7 separate regions of the Mus musculus genome follow, and all the other regions are linked to region 1. A link is a contact called in public Hi-C and HiChIP or PLAC-seq data. All regions are on one chromosome and are shown on one strand. The core of a region is the stretch at or near the end of the contact, and the rest is flanking DNA. Distances in the headings are between cores, read along the strand shown.

Region 1 (2,833 bases), core at 331-2,830:
ATGGTGCCCACGTAGGTCTCCTAAGGATCTCTAGGCAATCGGGGTGGGAGATAGCACTCAGAGAAGGAGCGAGAGCATGGGCCAGGCCTGAGCAGCTGCTCTTCTGTTTGATCAGAACACTACATTTTTGGGTTCTCACCTTTGGCTATGGATTTACTCATGTGCTCATTTGTTCACTCCTGCCCAATTCTTAGGCTGTAGATATGGAGGCTGACTCTTTTCAGGAAGCTCCATTTAATGCGGGAAGCTCCCAGTACGGCAATCTACGAAGCCTAAGGGGGGGGGGGGGTGGCAATCCATGCATATGGGAGCTAACCCCACTGGAGAGTGTGGAGTAAGCCCCACCAAGTAGAGTTCCACACCATGAAAGAGTGTTGCAAATGAAGTTGGACAGGTCAGAAGAGATGTGTGAGCCAGGCAAGGGGCGTTAGAAATCAGTAAGGTCGCGCAGGAATTTAGTGAGGCATGAAGGAATCAGTCTTGTGAGATAGTAGGGTATCAGGGAAGGTGGTCCTGGAGGGGAACCTGGGTCCCCAGCTATTGCCTAGAGCAGAAACATGCCAAGAGGCCTTTAGGAGGAGGCACAAAGGTGTCAGCCCAACTCCTCAGCGGAAGATGTAGCGGAGCCCACCCTGCCCATCTCAGAGCGGCCCGGCTCCAGCGGCAGGCTGAGCCCTGCTTGCTTCTGGGAAAGAATTCTGGCCCTGAAGCCCCCGTCCCAATATTAGCTCTTACAAGAAGCCTTGAAGGAGGTTGAGGACACTGGGCTGTGGACACTGGAGGTCCAGTTGAAGACAAGAGACTCCCTTAGGGTGGCCGGAATGAGTGGAGCCGTAGAAGGCAAAGAGGAGGGAGGCGCCTCATGGTTTGCAGTTAAGCCTGCTGAGAGTCTTCTAGGCTCAGTCCATGCACTACAGTCCCAAACTGAGCATCTGTTCCCTGAGGAGCCTCCACGCCAAGTTCTCCAGTCCAATCTGCAAGGGGCACATTAGCCTCCCCAACAGCAGGTGGCGCCCTCCTGTTGAGATTAGATTTAGGAGCTGAGTTTTCTGCCCAGAAAACCTGTTGGGCAAGGGAGAGAGGAGCTGGCCTCCGGGGAGCTGGCCCCTGGGCGCTCACCTTATCCACCCACTGTAGCCCACTTACTAGTCTCGCCCTCGCTCTCCCTGCCTTTCACTTGGGTCTCGGTGCCCTTGTTCTTCATCGCTAAGGTCCTCAGGGCAAGTCTGGACTTAATGAACTTCACAAGCTAAGGCAACTCCAGGACCAGGATAGTGGGGGATGCAGTTGGCAGTGGAATGCCCCCACGGGGTCTTCTGAGCTCCCCTCACCTCCCAATGGCATTCCCCCTCAGGCCCTCAGAAGGTACTCCTTATGCCTAGCTGGGGTGTTTGCCTACGGCGAGGTGGCTCTGTCAATGAAGGACATCATAGACACCAGCATCTCTGTGCAGGGTGAACTGTGCCCACTGGTATGCCCATTGTCTCCTAATCTCCAGTCTTTAGTCCTAGAGGAAAAGCGAGGGGTGTGGAGGAGTCCCACGGGCCCCTCCAGCTCTCCTGGCACTCTGTTCACTCCCTACTTGTTCTGTCCTTGGAACTGAAGTCCCCCGACTTGCCAGGCAGAGCTGGCCTAGGCCATGCACCTGTGGTGCGCTGAAGGCTGGGCAGCAAGACATGGAAGCAGAGGGTGCCCAGTGCAGGAAGACCCTGGAAAGAGATGAGCACCATTAAGGTAAGATGTAGCAGACGGGACCCAGGCAGGAGGAGACCAGGATGACAAGGTAGGAAACTGACAGAGGTTCCTGAAGGAGGAAGAAGAGGAGGAAGGGAGGGAGGAAGAATTTTTAAGAACATTTCGAGGTGAGGCGGAAAACATAGAAGTTTGTGGGGCTAAGTGGTGGTGGGGCAGCCAGGGGGATTCTATGGCCCAGCACAAAGAAGACAACCGGTTTTGTAAGGAAGGGAGGAAGTGTTGGAACGTTAGAAGGGAGTGGCCGAGAGCTGTTATTGGAGGCAGGCACCTGTCTCTCCTCAACCCTGTGACAGACAGGTACGGAAACACCCTGAGCACCGCAGACCCTCATGCTACCAGCCTCACCCCGTGCAGCTCATAAAAGTGAAGCCGGAGCTCAAGAGCTTAACCCATCTCCCACCCACGTTCCCCCACCTCCAGAGCACCCTCCACCCTGGCGAGATAGCAGCCACCCACCCCACCTCTCTGCTGGAGTTGACAGGGTAATCAGTAACTGTTCACCAAGATGGTGTCTCAGCCAGACAGGGGGGCCTTTGTCTGATCCCAGCCCTGCTGGGAGCCCTCGCCTGGTCCTGAGTTTGCTCAGTATTAATCATTGACCAGCACCCAGGGTTACAGCCCCTCTGGAAGCTCTCAGGACTGGGGCCTTGGGTGTCCCACAGCTTCAGGCAAGGCGAGGCTGGAGTAGGGAAGGGACAAAGAGAAGGAGAGGGGAGGGCGCAGGCCCTGGGTGGGGCTCAAGGATATTCTACTACTACCTGTGCTTGCCCAGCCCGGCTTTCAGGAGAGGTCCCTTTCAGAAGGGACTGAAAATTCCCCCACTGGGCGCCTCGTCCTCTGGAGGAGTCAAAGAGGCAAATGCAATGTATGGATGAATGTTGCCCTCGAGGTGATGTGGAGCTCTCTGGAGACCCACATAGGTGTAGACCCCTCCTCTCGCCCCTAATGGAGACCAAGGAGTTAACTCACTATGTGCCAGAGGGACGAGGATGATGGTGAAGCTTGGCCAGGAGCAAGGAGGAAGGCATAAAGAGATACACATACCAAGAGCAGAGGTAGAGAGGGACACCTTCTATAG
Region 2 (2,700 bases), core at 33-2,532, 330 kb after region 1:
CATCATGGCCGTACTTGGTGTCTGTGGAGCGTAGAAGAGGTTGCTGGATTCCCTGGAACTGAAATTACAGGCAGTTGTGAGCCATCATCTGAATAGCGGAAACGGAGCCTTTGTCTGCTGCAAGAACAAGTGTTCTGAACTGCTAAAGCATCTTCCCAGCCTCCTGGGTAGACTCTTACATACCAGGGCTGAGGATGCAACTCAATGCTAGAGCTTGCCAAGCACGAGCAAGGCCCTGGGTTTGATCCCCAACACTGTGAAACAGACAACACAAACTAAACCAACCAAACTAACCCAGATGATGTTCTCAGTTCCTGGTATACATCCTTGCACAGCTTGGGGCCTGGAACCCTAACTAGGTAATGAGGAAAGGACATACCAGACACACAGAATATATGGGATCAGGCGGTCTAGACTCTCTATTGGGGAAGCTGCAGTGCACTGGAAGCTCAGTATGTTTATATATAACTGGACAGGGAGGTAAGGGTGTTGCACACAGCCAGCTGAAGAAGGAAGCAGGGTTACCATATACAACTGAAAAAGGAGACAGGATTAGCTAATCTTAGTAGGAGCAGTCTCTTTGTAGGGGAGCAATCTTTAGGCCATGAACTTGGGCTCCCAACGCGGGTGGTGCGGAGTAGCTGTGAACATTTCCTGCAGTCACCATCACCATCCCCACATGGTTGAGAGGAAGGTGCTGCCATTCTCTGAATCTTATCCAGGGAAATTTCACCCATGGGGCCAGGCACCAGCTTCACTGACATGGTCATGCCTATGTCAACAACACACACTTACTAAGGACTTCAATGCTCTCTACAACCTGGTTTCAGAGTAGTATTTAAATCTTCTATACTACTGTAATCTTTGACTATCTCTCAGGACCATGCACATACTCAGATTATATATAAGTAGGTCCATTTGGAAGAGTATTTTCAATGTAGCAACTTCCTGTCTCTAGGAACAACCAACAACAGATGGTGTGGTAAAAGCCTCTGCAGAATGAATGGTCTCGACATAGCCGATGGTGCACAGCACATCTTGATTTCTAATGGCGCTGATACTGTTTGTACCTTTTCCCTTTTATCAACTTTCTGAAACACTGCTTAGCTGCATCCTCCCCTCAAATACACACAAATGTTCATGAAAGAGAACACTTTTAAGGCTCTTGAAAGTAAAATTTACCACCAAATTTCTAAAATGAATCACCCAATACTGGAGGAGGCAGACGGTAACTTTGTATCGGAAACCAAGCCAGTCCCAGTGAGTCACCTCTGTGATCACAGATAGCACAACCACAGCCCAGGCTTGGTGGCAAACAAATGGCCACAGCATCACATGTCAGAACCTCGTGTTTCATGGTTTCTCACATGGAAATGCGTAAGTCAACTATGTGAGCCCAGGAAGCAGAACACAAGATGCTGCACAAATAATAAACACACTCAAGCTTTGTGTTCTTGTGCTTCCCCAAGTCCATCTCAAATTTCAATAGATCCATGAAAGGCACATGCTAGTCAAGAACTCCGAAGAGTAAGAGCTGATAATAATATTATAGCTTCTAAAGTGAGTCATAGGAAAACACAAATGCTTTTTGAGGATCACACGTTAAGGTGCACAGTCAAAAACTAAAAAGTGACAGCCATTTCAGAAGAGGTACTGGGGCCTTTGGTGATGTATCCTGTAGTTGGTGTGCACCCACATGCATTATGCTTTTGCATCTCTTTTAGGCACCCCAAGTTTGAAACAGAAGATTAAGTGGGACAATGGGCTAAGTGGCATTGCCACAGGCACACCAGGTCCTGGTTGCTCTGACTTCCACAGAGTAAAGAGCCAGGTGCCTTAATATTCTTTTAAACCACAGGGCAGGGAATACATGCTAGGATCAAGCCCGCCCAGCATACCTGTGTTGGCTGGCCCAATACTGTTCAATACAAACCATAGGCAGTGTTTTCAAAAGGGATACTTCCGATCAACATCACACACCCACTAGCCGGTCTCCAAGGAAAACACTATCAACACAGCCATAGGCGCCCACACCCAGGGGCTAAGCACAGGTAACTGCTCAGAAAGCACTGGAGAACAGTCAGGAGCAATAGCAGAAAGCTTCACTCTCTTGCTTTCACAAAATGGCTCCCTAAGACAATATATTGATTATAATTCTCCAAATAAGAACAAGATAGAACATTCTCTCAAGTTCCCTGCAATATGACACTACCTGATAATGAAAGGAACAAAAGGGGCCAAGCTGAGCGCAGATGATGTGCCGTCCATCGGCGATGGGTACAGTCTCTCCAACACCAGGAGTAAGAGGAACATGCCAGGGTGGCGATCAGGCTCTCCCAGTTCACTGAAGGAAAGTGATTACACATAAAAGATTTCAGACTGAAGAAGGCAGGCACTGCTTTCAAACACATTTTGTCACTTTTTTTTTAAGATTTATTTATTTTATTTATATCAATACACTGTAGCTGTCCCATTACAGATGGTCGTGAGCCACCATGTGGTTGCTGGGAATTGAACTCAGGACCTCTGGAAGAACAGCCAGTGCTCTTAGCTGCTGAGTCATTTCTCCAGCCCCACATTTTGTCACGTTTTCCTGTTTCACTTTAACGTGCACAAGGAGAAGCCTCTGGCAAAGCAAGGGTCCTGCACGCAACCCTCTTCTAAAGCCAGTGACTCTCTGGAGTCACACTTTCTGTACTG
Region 3 (2,700 bases), core at 152-2,651, 410 kb after region 1:
AGTTGACAGTGTGCTATGATTTCCTGTAAAATAAAAGCTCCAAGGAACCCAGGACATAATCCCTCCCATCCATTTTTAACTCTCAAGTACCTACAACAGGGCCTGGCACCCAACTGGGAGCCGTATAAAAGAGCCACATGCTCTGGAATCCACAGCATTGGTAAAGCAGAGAAGGGGAGATCCTTGCAAGGGGCTGGCCGGCCACCCAGCATGGCCTACCTACCTGGTGAGCACCAGGTCAGGAACAAGGTGAGGGTTTCAAAAGAATGACACCTTGTAGTTTCTACAAGCACCTGTATGCAGGTGGAACCACATGAACACATACACACACTCAAATAAAGCTCTTCTGTACCATTCAAGTAAGGCTCACACTTTACCATTATTGTTCCCCTCTCCTAACAGCCTCCTGTCACAATTCCTTACATCCAGTAAGATCAACAAGGGTCTCCTCAGCTGCAGCCTAGATAAATACTCGCCCTCCCCTCATTTGGATTTTAGTTCGGGTTTTATCAGCTACTTGTGTGGCTATGAACAGAGGGTTTAAAAAAGAAAATCATTACAAAGATGCTTTGAAAAATCAAGACACATGGTGTGGTGGGCAAGCTCTTTTCATCTCAGCACTCAGGAAGCAGAGGCACGAGGATCTCTGAGTTCAAGGCCACGCCTAGTCTACACAGCTCCACTAGTCAGAGCTACATAGAAATCCTGTCTCAAAGAGATATTCTTTTGCTTCTTTAGTGACTGCTACAAATAGGGGAGGTATCACCCTAAACATACAAAGTTCCTAAAGGCCCTGGTGAGAACTGCCCCTAACATCTTACCATAACCTCACATAAGCCTTCACGCACAGGCTACAAACATTCTCTAGGTTCCCAGTCACTCCAGCCTAGGACATCGGATTTTCAGTGATCCCAAGAGCTTGTTCAGCACAACATCTAGCATACTTCAGAAGAGGTTCTAAAATCTTTGTTGAATGACTAAATTCAAATAAACCAAACAAGCAGGGTAGGTGGCAGCTGCTGCACATTAGTTGTGTCTTCTGGTGGGCACAAAACTGCAAAGGCAGGTGTAGAAGGAGAGGCTACAACCTTAAGACTTCACAACATGAGGTCGCAATAGCTAGAAAATGAAAACACCCTCAAGTTCTTGCTCTTCAATGGATCTTCTGTCATTCCCCAGCAAGGAAAGATTGCTTTATAAGGATGTGATTTCAAAACACCAGGGTTACTGTTGTGATAAGGAAGAAACTGCCAGGTAAAATGAAGCCAGGAAAGACACCCAAGAACAATGCAGCAAATTCTAGTTGTTTGTTTTGGTTCCTCATCACACAATCCAGGGGTCAGTAAGGAGAAGAGGAAATATCCTGAGTGAAGAGATGGCTTCTGCCCACACTATGTCATCACCAACCACAGACCAGGGGAATTCCAATGTCCTGCTTCTGTCAGCAAATGCCTCCCAATTAAAGAGTAGACAGCATCTTTGTCTGAAGACTCTGTTGCTTTGACAACCTTTGTCAAACTCATACAAAACACACCGTATGTCCTTAGTCTCAAGAATACCATACAATTTCAAGTTCCTTACTAAGAAGTGTTCAAGTCTCATCAAAAATGAATTTAGTAGTTAAATATTATTAATTTACACATAACACCTATAAAATCAGTTTACCAATTCTAAAGGAAACTTACAAAAATGCCCCCAATTCCAAGGCTGTGGAGATGGCTGATCAGGTAAAATCATTTACCACATGAGACCCTAGGACCCATGTAACAGAGAGAGTTAATCAGCTCCCTCCCACAAGCTACCCTCTGCTCGGCACACACACATGACAGCGTGTACATAACCACACAAATACATCACCCACAAAAATAACAAGAATTAAAAAAAATAAAAAGAAATATGTCTAATTTCCTAAACTCTTTCACACCTAAAACCCCCTAGACTTTCACAACAAATCAGAAGGCAGCATTATATGTAGTGAGTGAAATTCCGCTTACTGAAAAGAGTATATATCTCACACAGGTTAGATATTGTACTGCTGTTAGCAAGGTAGTGGTGGAACTCACTTAAATTTCTACCTTTTTTTTTCTTCTGTCTATTACTTCAAACCAAGGTGGCAAAAAAACCAAGCCACAGTAACTTTCTTCATAACAATCCAGCAGGGGCCAGAAGAAAGGTTTGTATGATTGTTCTCCTCTTCAAGTGGCACGGTCTCAGCCCATAGTAAACAGAGAGCTGGGGTTAACCTCAATGGTATAGCTCTTTCTTATAATGCCAATGCTTGAGATTCAATATTCAGAACAGAAAATAATAATAATTTTCAACATGTTAAAATTAGAAAAGCAGTAGAAATGCACAAGGCTGGTGTCCAGGCCTCTGTGTTATCATGAGCAGAACACTAAAGCAATTTATTGTTCCACAAATAGATTAGTCCACCATCTATCCATCTATCTCACTCTTAGTAGACAAGTACCTTAAGATAAGAAAACCCCCACAACACAAGATCAAGTTACATACATCATACATCCCACTAATTGGTCATTAGACTCTTTTGTACCCATAAATTAGATTCTCTGGGTATAAAGCAGCTTTTCAGCTGCTTCTTCCATCCACCATGGCTCCATCCACCTACATCCACCATGGCTAGCTCCTTGTTGAGTTTGGATTTTATTATATTACTTGTTAGTTGTTGTTAATTGAGGT
Region 4 (2,796 bases), core at 219-2,718, 360 kb after region 1:
GAAAGAAAAGGCATGAGGGCACACAAAGAATCTGAAAGTATTACTCATTCACAGTGGAAAAAAAGACAAAAACTGTCCCTGTGAAAGACCAATATGGGTGGACTTGCTAGACAAAGCTGTTTAAACAAATGTCTTAAAGATGTTTGAGGAATTAAAGAAAGACTCAGAAAAAGTAAAAAATGTGTGTGTGTGCATTAACAAAACATATTACTACAGAGAGAAAAACAAATAAGGAAAAAAATTCTAGAGCCAAAAAAGAGAGTAAAGTGGAAATTTCACTGACAGGAAAAGGAGAATACTGCTCACAGTGCACACAGGACAACTGACAGACTGTGTCAGAGGAACAGAAACAAGATTTGAAAAACACTGGCTGAGCCTATGGGGCCCATGGGGCAGCACCAAGGAGACCACCATTAACACCATCAGCTTCTAACGAAAAGGGAGAAAGGGGCAAGGATAGGGACCAAGGGAAACTTATGCAAAATCCTTAAGTCTGAATAGAAGTGAATATCAGCATAGAAGAAGCTCAGCAGACTCTAGGGACGGAGAAGCAGCAAGCTACACCCTACGCATGCTCTCATCAACATGAAGAGAGCAGACGCCGTGAAAGGGAAGCAGGCCTTCACCCCACAGGAGCCTGAGGCAGAGCCAACAGACTTCTCAGCAGATATTCTGGAAGTCAGAGTGGTAGCTGAAACAAAACCATCAACCAAGAACCCTGATGTGTAGAACTATGACTTAAAAGACGCCCTCTTCTGGTGTATCTGAAGACAGTTACAGTGTACTCATATACTTAAATAAGTAAGTAATTCTTTAAAAAAAGGAAAAAAAAAATAAGGAGACCTTGAGGTGATGACACTTTCCAGGACTTGCACCACACATGGGGACAAAGAAGAACCCTGACTTCACAACCAGAGTACATTTCAAGATACTGTCACCAAAAAAGGGAGGGAAAAATCAGAATATTCTAAGAACAAAACAAACAAAACAAAACAAAAGCAAGCTTCTTATCCTGACAACCCATTGTGCAGGGATTGATGAAAGGTGCCCTCACTTGCTTCTGAGCAGCACAGTAGAGCTGGTACTGGTTGTGGGGATTGCAGGTGAGCTGGCCCAAGGCTGTGAGCATTGGGAGGGCTGGCACTGACACCTGTCTTCCATGCAGTAGTATGGGTGAGGGCGAGAAGCCCTCCTTACCAACCCCCTCATCCCTTGCCACCTACGGCAGGTGGGAGAGCTGCCAGCCCCACATCTACAACAGCATGAGGAAGAGAAGGCCCTCATTGCACCTTACCTCGGTAGCACAATAGAGCTGGCTCTGCTGGTTTGGGAATGGGTGAAATGGCCAGAGGGCATGAGAGTGGTAGACCTGGCTCTGTGTCCTTTGCAGACTGAGGCACTGGGTGAGCTAGCCAGGGCAATGCTGAAGTGTGGAGAGCATTTTGGGGTGCCACCTGGCAGGAATCTGACTTTGGCCAATGACAAGGAAATGGGCTTCAGGCAGTCATCTGACATTGGCCAAGGACAAGGAAGTAAGAATCTAAGTTTAAGGTAGAACAAAGAAGTAGGCTCAGATATTTTGATCATCCTTTGAAACAGCTATCAGCGGAGTGATCATGGGGCTTTGTGTTTATCGTCTTGCCTGTTCCTTGACTATTGTCTTGCTTGATTCCTCATTGTACTACTCATTGTAATACTTGCATGTAATTAAAATGGTATAAAAAGTGGATTGGGAAAGTCTCAGAATGGACTAAGGCGTTGCTATAATGTCCTCTGTCTTTTTTCTTTTTAATCCTCATTCCCAAGCTGGAGAACCGGTAGCCCGACTGAGCTGGCAGGGCCAGGTCCAGGGTGGAGGGCAGGTGCAAGAGGACAGGAAGGTGAGTGGGATTGGGATGCAGGATGTGGCAATCACAAAGAGCCAGTAAAAAGTTAAATATATAAAAACAGATGACAGAAGCAGTTGGAGAATGGGGAAAGAAGAAATGAAAAGGCATCAAAAAAGACCTAAGTCACATCAAGAAATGCATGCCAGGCAGAAAGCTGCATTGGCAGCTAAGAAAGCGAGCACTATTGAACTTTATGACCTCACTTTTCTTAAAAAAATAACCAAAAACTTTGTTTTTGCATTTTAGTTTTCTTCACTTTGGAATGAGATTTGTAACAAGTACAAAATTTTGGTTCCTTTCATAATCTTTTAAAATTTATACCTTTTTTTGAGATTGTAACTCACTGTCAGACTAGCTTCACACTCACTGAGATCCTCCTGCCTCTGCCTCTCAAGTGCTGGGATGTACCTCAGCTGGTTCACTTCCCGCACTGACTAAGCTTGGGTGGAAGTGCTATTTTCCAGCACTTGGGAAGTAGAGCCAGGAGGGTCAGAGATTCCAATCCTCCTGGGCGACACGGTGACCTTGTCTCTTTTTAAAAAAGCAGTGTTAGGGGCTGAAATTGTTTGGATTATAAAAGAGAAATCATAAAAAGCCTACAGACAACCAAGGAATGCTGAGAGTAAAAGAAAGAGGCTTCTATCAATCACTCAGCTGTGCACTAACAAATGGTAGAGATGGTAAAACCTGTTGTGTGCATGCTATCATGGCAGCACGAATTACCACACTAAAACAAAGCACAGCTGTTCTGCTGAAAGGAGGGGTGTGAAGGCGGTCCTCAGCCTGGCCTCCTTTTGCTCCTAAGAGAAGGCCTTGCAACTTGTTTCCCCCCAAACTTCTAACTTTCACACACATTAGATCAGAATGAGGCCAGGAGCATGCGTTTGCTCTTAATCAGGCTCGGTGC
Region 5 (2,989 bases), core at 390-2,889, 370 kb before region 1:
TGTTTCTGGGTTTGGGGAAGTTTCGCTTTTTCTTCTCTCCCAAGGTAATAGCTGTTTTTGTTTTCTTCTCCACACTGAAGACCCTCTGAATGAAACTCCAAATCCTTAATGCCACACAGAGGAGAGGAATTTGCTAGGTCCACACTTGCTCGGAAAGGAGAGAGGAAAAAGGGCACAGGCACCCATTATTCAGAGTCTATCACTAAATTAGCCTCCTTTATAATACGGATTCCATCCCAGCACACATTACGCCGGGAGCAGGGTGTGCAGAATGTGTGGGCACTGAAGCAGACCACATTTCACCGAAATGAGACTTCATCTTTTCAAACACCACCAGTACTGGCACATATTTCAAAGAGCTCTTAGCTCAAACTGAATCATCGTGCAAATTATTGCGTGTTAGCAATAAAAGTTTGGAAAATCTAATTAGCAGGTTGCTATTTGGTCAGAACTAAAACACAAAGCCTGGAGGTTTTACTCTAAAAGGTGAGACCCAAGCACAACCACAGGCTGCGCCTGTGAAAAGGGGGCGGGGTTGGGGACCCATAGATTCCTCACACCCCTCGGCTGGAGCGCCAGGGACCTCCTGGGGCAGGAAAAAAGCCTAGCTGAGCTGCCAGGCAGACAGGACGGAGACCGGACGGACGGACGGCACGGATAGACGGGACTGGACGGACTGGACGGGCAAAAAAAGCAGTGCGTCCTACCCGGAGGGTTCCCTCCCAGGGCTGGCGGAGTACCTGCTCCGGTCATCCAGACTGCGGTTGTCAGCAACCGCCGCACGCCAGTCGGGCAGCGTGCTGGCGCACAGCACCACCATGGACACGATCACGAACACCACGGACACGCTGGCCAGGATCTGCGCGGCCAGCGACGACGTGGGCTCCTCGAAGGTCCGCCGCATGCGCTCCAGCCAGCGCCGGGAGGGGGCCGCCTCGGGTCCGGCGGGACGAGGCTGCTCGCGGCCCAGCTCGTCTGCCGCGTGAAAGGTGTGGGTGTCGGACATGCGGTCGTCTAGGCGGCGCTGGCAGCAGTACTCCAGGTGCGCACCCTCCAGGCCCCAGTAGATCATCTCGTTGTAGAAGGAGAGCTCGCACATCCGCGGCGCGAAGCGCAGCTTCCCGTGGCCGCGCACGTACAGCAGGATGAAGCCGAAGGCCTCCGAGTGTCGGTCGAAGAAGTACTCGTTGCGCTCCCGGTCGTAGTCGTCGCACACTTCGAGCACGTCGCGCTCCGAGCGGCAGCCGTGCAGCCGGCTCACGCGGCGCAGCGGGAAGTCCTTGAGCAGCTCCCGGGACAGCGAGTACCGGGCGCCGCCCACGTTCAGCACCACCGAGGCCGCCCCGCCGCGCCCGAAGGTCATGGCTGGCCGCCCCGGGGGCCTGCCCGCCGCGCGCACGGGGAGGCCGCGCCGTCGGGGCCCGAGCTCCCCCGGGGCTCGCGCCCCGCACCGCCCGCGTCCCCCGCGGTGTCAGTGCCGCCGCCCCTCGCTCCCGGGTTCGCCCTCCCGAATCCGGGTGGCTGGCCGCAGCTCCAGGTGGCGCCGGTCTCCCAGAGGGCGAACGTTAGCCGAGGCACCGTGGGCAGGTCTGCCCGGTCCCCGGCGCACGCAGCCCCGCCGCCGTCCAGAGGCGAAAGGCAAAGTGAGCCGGCTCCGGCGGCGAGGAGCGGGCTCCGGGAGGCGGGGGCGGGGCCTCCCTCGCCGTCCTCCTCCTCGCCCGCCGGCTCCGCGCGCTCCGCTCCCTCCGCGCGCACCTCCTTGCCCGCCCGCGCCCGCACCTCCCGGCTCGCTCCGGCTGGGATTCCCCGGCGCCCCGCCCCGGACCTCGGGCTCCCCGCCTCGTGACGCCGTGCGCCCCCGCCCGCAGTGGCCGGGAGGGGTGCGCAGGGCGTGATGCGAGCTGCGGGGAGCCCCGGGGCCATCCGGATGATGGACACACCTCCCCCAGGCTCCTTTAAAGAGTCCCCCGAAGGGAGGAGACAGGAGGGAAGGAGGGGTGCTGAGGTGAGGACCAAGGTGCGAGGTTTGAAGTAGGGAGCAGACGGCGTCTGGATGAGCCTTTGCCAGAGACTGTTGGAAACCCTGGTCGGCTTCTAAGGCCGCCCCAAAGGATTTCTCAAAGCAGGCAACCCAGTCGCGGCTTTGCCTGCAGACTTTGCGCTTCCTCTCCGCGCGTGGGGCACCCCACGTGCCGTGCGCTCCGAAGGCGGCCGCGCACCAAGCTCTCCCCACCCCCTGCTCCCTGAGGGATGCCATGGGCCAACGGACTCGCCCTAGTCCCCCATCTTTCCCAGCCTTGGGGTCCTAAGAAGGCGCCTACACCGCTCTCACGATGCCTCCGGTGGAGTCGGGTAGCAGTCTGGAGAGAATTTTCTTTCACTGGCAAGACCAGAATGTCTTATTGCCTCGATCTTGCATTCTCCTTTTCATGCTATCTCGATGTCCACTCCTTCCCTCCCCGTAGCACCCCCGTGCGACTGCGGCACCGGCCTTCAAATGCAGAGGCAGGGTTAAGGCTTGGTGGAGTGGGGTTCGACTTGGCAGGCATTATTTTAAACAGCAGTTTACACATCCGACACCGGCAACCCAGCCCGTCAAAGGCAAGAAACAGGTGAGTTATATATAAGGGAGACGGCGTTAGATGCAAAACAAACCCTGGAAATAAAAATGAATAGGGAGGGTGGAGGGGTGAGATGGGCTCCTGTGACCATGGAGTACCTGGGGAAGGGTTTTGCTTTCCCCCTCCACTTTCCTAATTTTGTAGGACTGCCCCGTGCCCGCTAGAGGTCACCATAAGGAGTCATTTGCTCTGCTTCTCGGATAGATGTTAGTGAAAACAGCCGCCTGCAAATTTGAGTTCTCTTTCTGACAAAGTCACCCTGGGTGGTTCTTAGAGAATGAAAATCTCCATAAGCTGTTTATCCCTAGACTTGGATCATTTTTTTTTAAGCACTTAATGTGATTAAAAGCTCAAAAACAAGAGTTATT
Region 6 (2,997 bases), core at 280-2,779, 470 kb after region 1:
TTTCTGAGCTGAGGAGATCTGGTTTGCCAAACAAAATCTGTGGGCTTTTTGTTTAAGGTTTTTTTACTACCTTGAAAATGGGGGGTTTCATTATGTTGTCCTTAAATGAGGTGCTGCTTTGAAGGAGAGATTTCTTTTGTCCCATTTAATAATTAGACATTCTACGAAAGCTTTGAGGATACAGATTCCAGCTTAAGTCAAAGGCAGACCTCCGTGGCCACTGAGGAATGGTCTACCTGCAGACCCTCCCAGGCAGAAAACGACTCAGCATGCGTCACTTAAACTCCTGACATAGCTTCCTTGTTGTCCCTACTTGTCTCTGAAGAATCAAAGCAATCTAACCATGCACTTGCTTATAAACTTCCCAAAGGTTTTCCCTTGCACTAAATAAAATGCATTAGTTACATCCAAATTTGGGTGTATGGCCTGAAAACAATCTGGCCCCAGCTTCCTCTGCCATTCATTTCAGATTTCTTTCACAGCATGTATTACTACCTAAGATTACACTAACTGGCACACCTGTCTATTGCCTGTTTTTCCTAGCACTAAGCTCCATAAAGGTTGCAATGAACTGAATAGTTGTGTTCAGTGTTCCCGTTCTTAACTCCTTAGTCGTTCATGCATGTAGTAAATGCTTTATTAAAATTTCATGAACTAAATCAAGGAATTCTTAATTAACAATTGCTAGAGATATTATAGGAGGGACATATATACTTTTAGAAGGAAGGTGGGCTACCTGGTACCTAAAAGGACATGCTACAGCTAAGTGGCATACCGCTCCAGAAACTGAAGCATTTATAGTCCATTTGGACGGCAAGTCACTACAGCAACGGCAAATGAGCAGTCAAGCAAAAAAGTTAATGAACACAGCCAGACAGAGAGACAACAAGGAAAGGCCTTGAAGTTCTGGGTTAAGTTTAGGGAAATAATTTCCCAAACGAGCAGCCAGCGTGCAAAGTACTGAGAAAGTACTGAGGAAGGAAACTGAGGGGACACTTGTGATTTGAAATGGCAAGTTTGCAGCAGTATTTGATCCCGGAGTCCTAGGGACTACACAGAGATAGACTCGGTGATTCTGCGCGTTCTAAGGGTAAACGTGTGTCCGGGTGAACTGGGCCGGCCCAGAGCCGAAAATCCCGGTTCAGCCTGATGGGCATCTGCCCATAGGTGCCACTTGCTGCTTCCCGCCCATCTACATCTACACCTTCCCGACCGCCTCCCACGTGGAGTCCAAAGACTGACAGAAGGACGGATGAAAACGTGGTTCAAGGGCTGTCTGTCTCCATGGAGACCTCAGCGCCCGGAAGCCACGGCTGGCACCCTCGGGGTGGCCTGCAAGCTGCCCCGGCCGCGCTGTGGCGAAGTCGGTCCCCCGCGCCCGCGTGCCTGGCAGGCAGCGCGCCCGCGAGCCAAACCTCGTGCCCGAGGACGTCTGCAAAGCGTCGCCACCTCTGGACGAGACCCGGAAGCCCGTCAAGTCTACCGCGTCCCTGCGGCTTGTAACGTGGTGCGCGATCCAAAAACCGGTCCCCGGCGAAGGGAGGCAGGGCTGGAAGCTGGCACGGAAATATCGCGAGAGCGGCCGAGTGCCGCTCCTCCAATCAGAAGTGAGGGTGGGTTGTGACGTCATCAAAGAGGGCGTTTGCGAGGGGATTTAGAGAGCCCGCGACTAAACAGTTCTTGATAAGCGAGCCTATGATGGTGACTGCTGGGAATTGCATGCCCCTCACCTCCTTCTGGCTGGCAGAGCAGCAGCCTCCACACCTCTAGGTGTCAGGCCGACATTTCTGTTCCAACCCAGACTTTCTACATTCACTGTGCCCAGCGCAGAGACAGGCAAAATCTACACTCGGGGACGGTTGTGCCAGGGACGGGAACTGAAGCCAAGAGCAACGACTTGAACTCCACTGTCCGAGCCTTAAACGCTGCCTTAAAGGCTGCATCTTTTACACAACTCACAGACTATCTTGCAGTCCAGTCCTTTAAAACTGAGTAAAAATTAGAGACCTATATCACCTTAGTAAGGAGCTGGGACAAGGGACAAGATCACAGAACGGACAAGATGCTGAAAAGGCCGGGATGCTGGCCTGGGCTCTGAGATACATAGTTGGGAAAAACAATGAAAATTAGGTTCATCAGGTGGATGGCTTTTCTATCAAACTTTGTATTTCTTTGTGGTTTTGCCACGTGTATTGTGAGACCCTGACTTAAAGCGTTTCTCCTTGAAAGGTAAAGCCCCTAAAACATTTCCCCAAGCTTGTTTTCCCTGACCTATAAAAATACAGCTAGAAAGAAGCTCTTTGTTCTCTATAGCCAGCAAAAAGCCTTTTTGTTTCTATACTTTACAACCAGAGATGCGATAATTGTAAAAGACCCAGCCAGCACTTGCCTGGCTTCCTGTGCCAAGGACTCAGGGTTAGGGTTAGGGGAAGATAAAAATTCAGAAAGAACTCACTCCCCACTCCTTCTGCCTTGTAAATTTCACCAAGGACACTCCGCCCAACTCTTCCCAACTCCTCAGCTAGCTATTAAAAGCCCCCTACTGTCACTGGGGTCATCGGGGTCGGGTCAAACTCCCCTGACCTGCATGGCGGAAGGAGTTTGTCCTCAGCTAGCTGATAATAAAACCTCTTGCAGTTTGCATCAGTGTGATTTTCTCTCCCGTCTTTGGGGTGCTGGCCAACTTATCCTGGGACTTGAGCGGAGGCCAAGCTTCAGGGGTCTTACAGTATCACTAAACAATAGCTTGGTTGATTTTGTGTCTGTTATCCACCGATTCACATCTTTTGGCATTGCTTTCAGGTCACTCACCTAAAACTGAGTGGTGACAATTCTTTGACTCACTGTTAATATGCCGTTCTCTACTGTGCTGCATTTGTGCTGATATATATGGACATTTGCTCTGGAGGAGTCCAGAGCAGAGGGGTGGGAGCAGGGCAGGGGACTGGACATAGCCGGGGATAGGGAAGCAGGACGGATGTGGCAAGAATTGTGTAG
Region 7 (2,888 bases), core at 172-2,671, 380 kb after region 1:
GCTCATATAAAATTTAAGCTACAAAAACACCAAAGCAAAGAAAAAATATTTACTCGTGCTTTTCTAAGATACAGAAAGAGGATGCATGCATTGCCAAAATTCCATAGAACATGCTCTAACGAAAACAACAATGCCTGAGTTATTAAAGCAGGCAATGGCCTGAAGCAGTACTTAAGAACGAAGATTACGTGGTCCGTGCAAGAGTCAATATTTAAGAACACAATGACTACATCCCTCTTCAATTTCATGAATGTATTACTTTTCAAGAATTTTTTTTTAAGTTAAAAATTTTATTTGTGGTTTTCTTCCTACAATTCTTGAACCTGAGAATTGAACAGTAACTTAAGATATGGATCTCTACCCTGGCTCAAAGGGTCAGCATAGACTTCACTCTAGTTGTAAGAGCGACTCAACAACAGCAACACGGGCCATGAGCCTTAGTTCTCAGTCTTTACAGGCAGTCACTTTTCTTCTCTGGCTAAAAAACAGAAACTTAATGCTCTATAAACGTCTGTGGACAATGAATGGATGATGCCTCTAAACCACATCAAAACATGGGACTCTTGATTTTTAATCACCGTTTAAAAGCCTATGATAAGTGAAGTATCTTCTTGGAAGAATAAAATTCATATTCTACAAAAGAATCACTGAATACAGTTTTGTATTATTGTTACTACTAGAAAAACCTGCAATTTAAAAAATGTTCTAGTCAAACTAATGTGAGCTAAAAATAATCATTGACTTTTACTGCTAGTGCTACTCATGATCTTGAGCAAATCTTTCCTGTAACTCAATTTTCACATCTACAAAGTGTGAAAAGCACTATTATGTCTTAGGGTCTTAGGATAAAACCAAGTAATGATGGCTGTTACAATCAAGACTGGCTTTAATTAAAGACATGAATGAAAAACACAAGCATGGACTATAAAAAATATTTAGTTAAGTCTAAAAGAAATCACATTACAGGAAAGAAGTTTTATAAGCCCCCAAATTCTCATCCCATAGCACCCAGCTATTATCAAACATAAAAGTTTTATAGAGTTAACTGTAAAAACGGCAAATGTCTAACAGCAGCACTGGCACCTTGGTGGGGTAAGTCAAACTGAATCCAAGACTTCTACCTTCCTGGTTCTGCAGCATGATACTGGAATCCTTGATACTGAAGCCCGTTCTTCCATTACCTCCATAGGCATGAAGTAAAGGGGGCCTGGGAAGGCCGGGCCCGTACAACACAGGATGGGAAACGGGTAGGCATCAAGGGAACCTCTCCTGCCCTTCAACAGAGACTCGAACACAGCAGATAATCTTCATCAACCCTTCAGTTTCCCCAAGGACATGGAATGTGTGTGTGTGTACACGTGTGCGCGTGCGCATGATGGGGAGGGGCAGGATCAACTCTGTAATCACTCTTTCCTTCTGCTTTCATTGTGGGTTCAAGAAACTGAATTTACATATTCAGGCTTATGCGACTCATGCCTTTACTGGCTATGACAACTTCCCTTTTCTCCTCCATCTTCTCAAATTATTTTAGACAAAATGTTGTAACCAAGGCTAGCTTCTAACTTAAAAAAAAAAAAATTAGGGCTGGGGGAAATGGCTCAGTGGTTAAAAGCACCAATTGCTCTTCCAGAGGTCCTGAGTTCAATTCCCAGCAACCACATGGTGGCTCGCAACCATCTGTAATGGGGTCTGATGTCCCCTTCTGGTGTGTCTGAAGAGAACAATGGTGGTGTACTCATATTCATAAAATAAGTAAACAAATGTTTTAAAAATATTTTAGATTTTTATTATTTTATGTGTATTAGAGTTTTGCCTTCATGTGTGTCTGTGCACCACAGTTGCTGGTCTTTGAGGTGGTAAGCCTCCATGTGGGTGCTGAGACTCGAACCTGGGTCCTTGCAACAACAAATACTCTTGACACTGAGCCAACTCTACAGCCCTAGCTTCTAATTCTTAAGAATGAACTTGAGTTTCCAGCCTTCCAGTCTTCGCCTCTCAAGTGCTGGGACTTTATGCACTCATCACCACCTGGGGTTTCAGTGGTACTAGAGCCTGAACCCAGGGCTCTGCGGACGCCACGCAGACCTTCAATTGAGCTCCATCTTTAGCACAGCATGGAATACTTCTGATCCCTGTCTGTATTCTAGTACCTGGTCCAGAGTAAGGACACAACAAATGCACATTTAGTGAAGAAAATGAGAATTCTTTTGGGAAAATTCTGGTTTCAGTTTGGCCAAATAAGTACTTGCTGCAAGCTACTAAACAGTTCAAATCAAACAACCTATTGTGAATTCTAATAATTACATTTTCAAAAGCACAAAAACCCACATACTCCACAGCTCTCAATTTGAGTTTTGAGAATCCAGTTCTTCCTTCAACAATGGAGTAGGTAACCACAGAAACTTGTGGAATCTGTTTTCCTAGAAAACATGAAAAACAAGAGAAAAGTAGTTCTGTCTGGCAACTGCTTCACAATCTTCCAGGAAGCAGAGTGCGGGGCAGCGTAAGACACTCCTTAGAAGATGCTGGCACATCTGTGCCATCAAGATAGAAAAAGAAGTAACTAAAATGGTTCTGTCCTTTCCACACCAGAAAGTAAAGTCATGCAGTGTCTTTCCACAGTCACTGAGATCCATGTAGTTGGGTCTAATAATGTTTTTACAGACACATTTCCTTCTTACACTGTACAAAATCTTTCTACGCGTTTCTCTTTAAGAAGACAAAATAAAGAAGGTGCATAGCAGTAAATCAAATTTTATTTTCCTTTTTAGATTGGATTTCTCGCATGTACCCAGATCTACTCATCCACTGTGCCTTTTAAAGAAAATTTCCCTTCAAATATTCCACTTAGTTTTCCATTTACAAATATCTACAGAATTCAGTACTTG

What was found. A called contact is a pair of places that touch in the nucleus more often than the background predicts. HiChIP or PLAC-seq counts read pairs in DNA pulled down with a chosen protein or histone mark.
Region 2: a contact with region 1 is called in an H3K27ac HiChIP or PLAC-seq map of regulatory T cells, with 3 times the contacts expected there. The contact joins the enhancer-like site here to the promoter of 8430430B14Rik in region 1. A contact is called at or near these places in 6 of 484 Hi-C or Micro-C datasets (the C2C12 cell line, CD4 T cells, bone marrow-derived macrophages and 2 more), 9 of 115 datasets of contacts at active chromatin or transcription factors (CD8 T cells, T-cell acute lymphoblastic leukemia, double positive thymocytes and 5 more) and 3 of 9 other capture datasets (adipose tissue, embryonic stem cells and liver).
Region 3: a Hi-C map of bone marrow-derived macrophages shows a contact between it and region 1, with 22 read pairs. The contact joins the enhancer-like site here to the promoter of 8430430B14Rik in region 1. A contact is called at or near these places in 9 of 39 promoter capture datasets (the C10 cell line, the SN4741 cell line, cranial neural crest and 4 more), 4 of 484 Hi-C or Micro-C datasets (bone marrow-derived macrophages, embryonic stem cells and group 2 innate lymphoid cells) and 9 of 115 datasets of contacts at active chromatin or transcription factors (the HPC-7 cell line, the NIH/3T3 cell line, acute myeloid leukemia and 5 more).
Region 4: a contact with region 1 is called in an H3K27ac HiChIP or PLAC-seq map of embryonic stem cells, with 8 read pairs. The contact joins the enhancer-like site here to the promoter of 8430430B14Rik in region 1. A contact is called at or near these places in 2 of 484 Hi-C or Micro-C datasets (bone marrow-derived macrophages and embryonic stem cells), 10 of 115 datasets of contacts at active chromatin or transcription factors (T-cell acute lymphoblastic leukemia, embryonic stem cells, extraembryonic endoderm stem cells and 3 more) and 3 of 9 other capture datasets (adipose tissue, embryonic stem cells and liver).
Region 5: a contact with region 1 is called in an H3K27ac HiChIP or PLAC-seq map of embryonic stem cells, with 2.4 times the contacts expected there. The contact joins the promoter of Kcng3 here to the promoter of 8430430B14Rik in region 1. A contact is called at or near these places in 1 of 484 Hi-C or Micro-C datasets (embryonic stem cells) and 1 of 115 datasets of contacts at active chromatin or transcription factors (embryonic stem cells).
Region 6: a contact with region 1 is called in a FOXA1 HiChIP or PLAC-seq map of pancreatic cancer cells. The contact joins the promoter of Thada here to the promoter of 8430430B14Rik in region 1. A contact is called at or near these places in 10 of 39 promoter capture datasets (the C10 cell line, HPC-7-derived erythroid cells, the SN4741 cell line and 5 more), 1 of 484 Hi-C or Micro-C datasets (bone marrow-derived macrophages), 12 of 115 datasets of contacts at active chromatin or transcription factors (the 230-238 cell line, acute myeloid leukemia, bone marrow-derived macrophages and 6 more) and 3 of 9 other capture datasets (adipose tissue, embryonic stem cells and liver).
Region 7: a Hi-C map of bone marrow-derived macrophages shows a contact between it and region 1, with 5 times the contacts expected there. The contact joins the enhancer-like site here to the promoter of 8430430B14Rik in region 1. A contact is called at or near these places in 2 of 39 promoter capture datasets (embryonic stem cells and liver), 2 of 15 datasets of contacts at CTCF or cohesin (large pre-B cells and pro-B cells), 24 of 484 Hi-C or Micro-C datasets (B cells, ECoMG-derived neutrophils, the HL-1 cell line and 17 more), 16 of 115 datasets of contacts at active chromatin or transcription factors (the 230-238 cell line, DN3 thymocytes, the HPC-7 cell line and 9 more) and 3 of 9 other capture datasets (adipose tissue, embryonic stem cells and liver).

Annotation. Positions count from the first base shown.
Region 1 is chr17:83,996,972-83,999,804 of GRCm38.p6, forward strand. 8430430B14Rik (RIKEN cDNA 8430430B14 gene) reads left to right here and starts at 1,581. Exons shown (of 2, transcript NR_130994.1): 1 at 1,581-1,734.
Region 2 is chr17:84,331,814-84,334,513 of GRCm38.p6, forward strand. It overlaps Thada (thyroid adenoma associated), which reads right to left. Exons shown (of 38, transcript NM_183021.3): 28 at 2,213-2,344. Among named protein-coding and RNA genes, the nearest start is that of Gm24492, 45 kb to the left of the region's middle. Within about 2 kb of position 1,283, at least 93 of the 459 cell types and tissues checked have an H3K27ac peak or open chromatin away from gene starts, as enhancers often do. A contact at or near this core is called in the C2C12 cell line, CD8 T cells, bone marrow-derived macrophages and 5 more, where this site is marked.
Region 3 is chr17:84,407,535-84,410,234 of GRCm38.p6, forward strand. All of the region lies in intron 22 of Thada (thyroid adenoma associated), which reads right to left. Among named protein-coding and RNA genes, the nearest start is that of Gm24722, 17 kb to the left of the region's middle. Within about 2 kb of position 1,402, at least 46 of the 459 cell types and tissues checked have an H3K27ac peak or open chromatin away from gene starts, as enhancers often do. A contact at or near this core is called in the SN4741 cell line, bone marrow-derived macrophages, group 2 innate lymphoid cells and 1 more, where this site is marked.
Region 4 is chr17:84,353,618-84,356,413 of GRCm38.p6, forward strand. The region is part of intron 26 of Thada (thyroid adenoma associated); the gene reads right to left. Among named protein-coding and RNA genes, the nearest start is that of Gm24722, 36 kb to the right of the region's middle. Within about 2 kb of position 1,469, at least 29 of the 459 cell types and tissues checked have an H3K27ac peak or open chromatin away from gene starts, as enhancers often do. A contact at or near this core is called in embryonic stem cells, extraembryonic endoderm stem cells and microglia, where this site is marked.
Region 5 is chr17:83,630,256-83,633,244 of GRCm38.p6, forward strand. Kcng3 (potassium voltage-gated channel, subfamily G, member 3) reads right to left here and starts at 1,640. Exons shown (of 2, transcript NM_153512.1): 1 at 708-1,640. The coding sequence starts at 1,363.
Region 6 is chr17:84,464,679-84,467,675 of GRCm38.p6, forward strand. Thada (thyroid adenoma associated) reads right to left here and starts at 1,530. Exons shown (of 38, transcript NM_183021.3): 1 at 1,416-1,530.
Region 7 is chr17:84,379,125-84,382,012 of GRCm38.p6, forward strand. The region is part of intron 26 of Thada (thyroid adenoma associated); the gene reads right to left. Among named protein-coding and RNA genes, the nearest start is that of Gm24722, 11 kb to the right of the region's middle. Within about 2 kb of position 1,422, at least 9 of the 459 cell types and tissues checked have an H3K27ac peak or open chromatin away from gene starts, as enhancers often do. A contact at or near this core is called in bone marrow-derived macrophages, where this site is marked.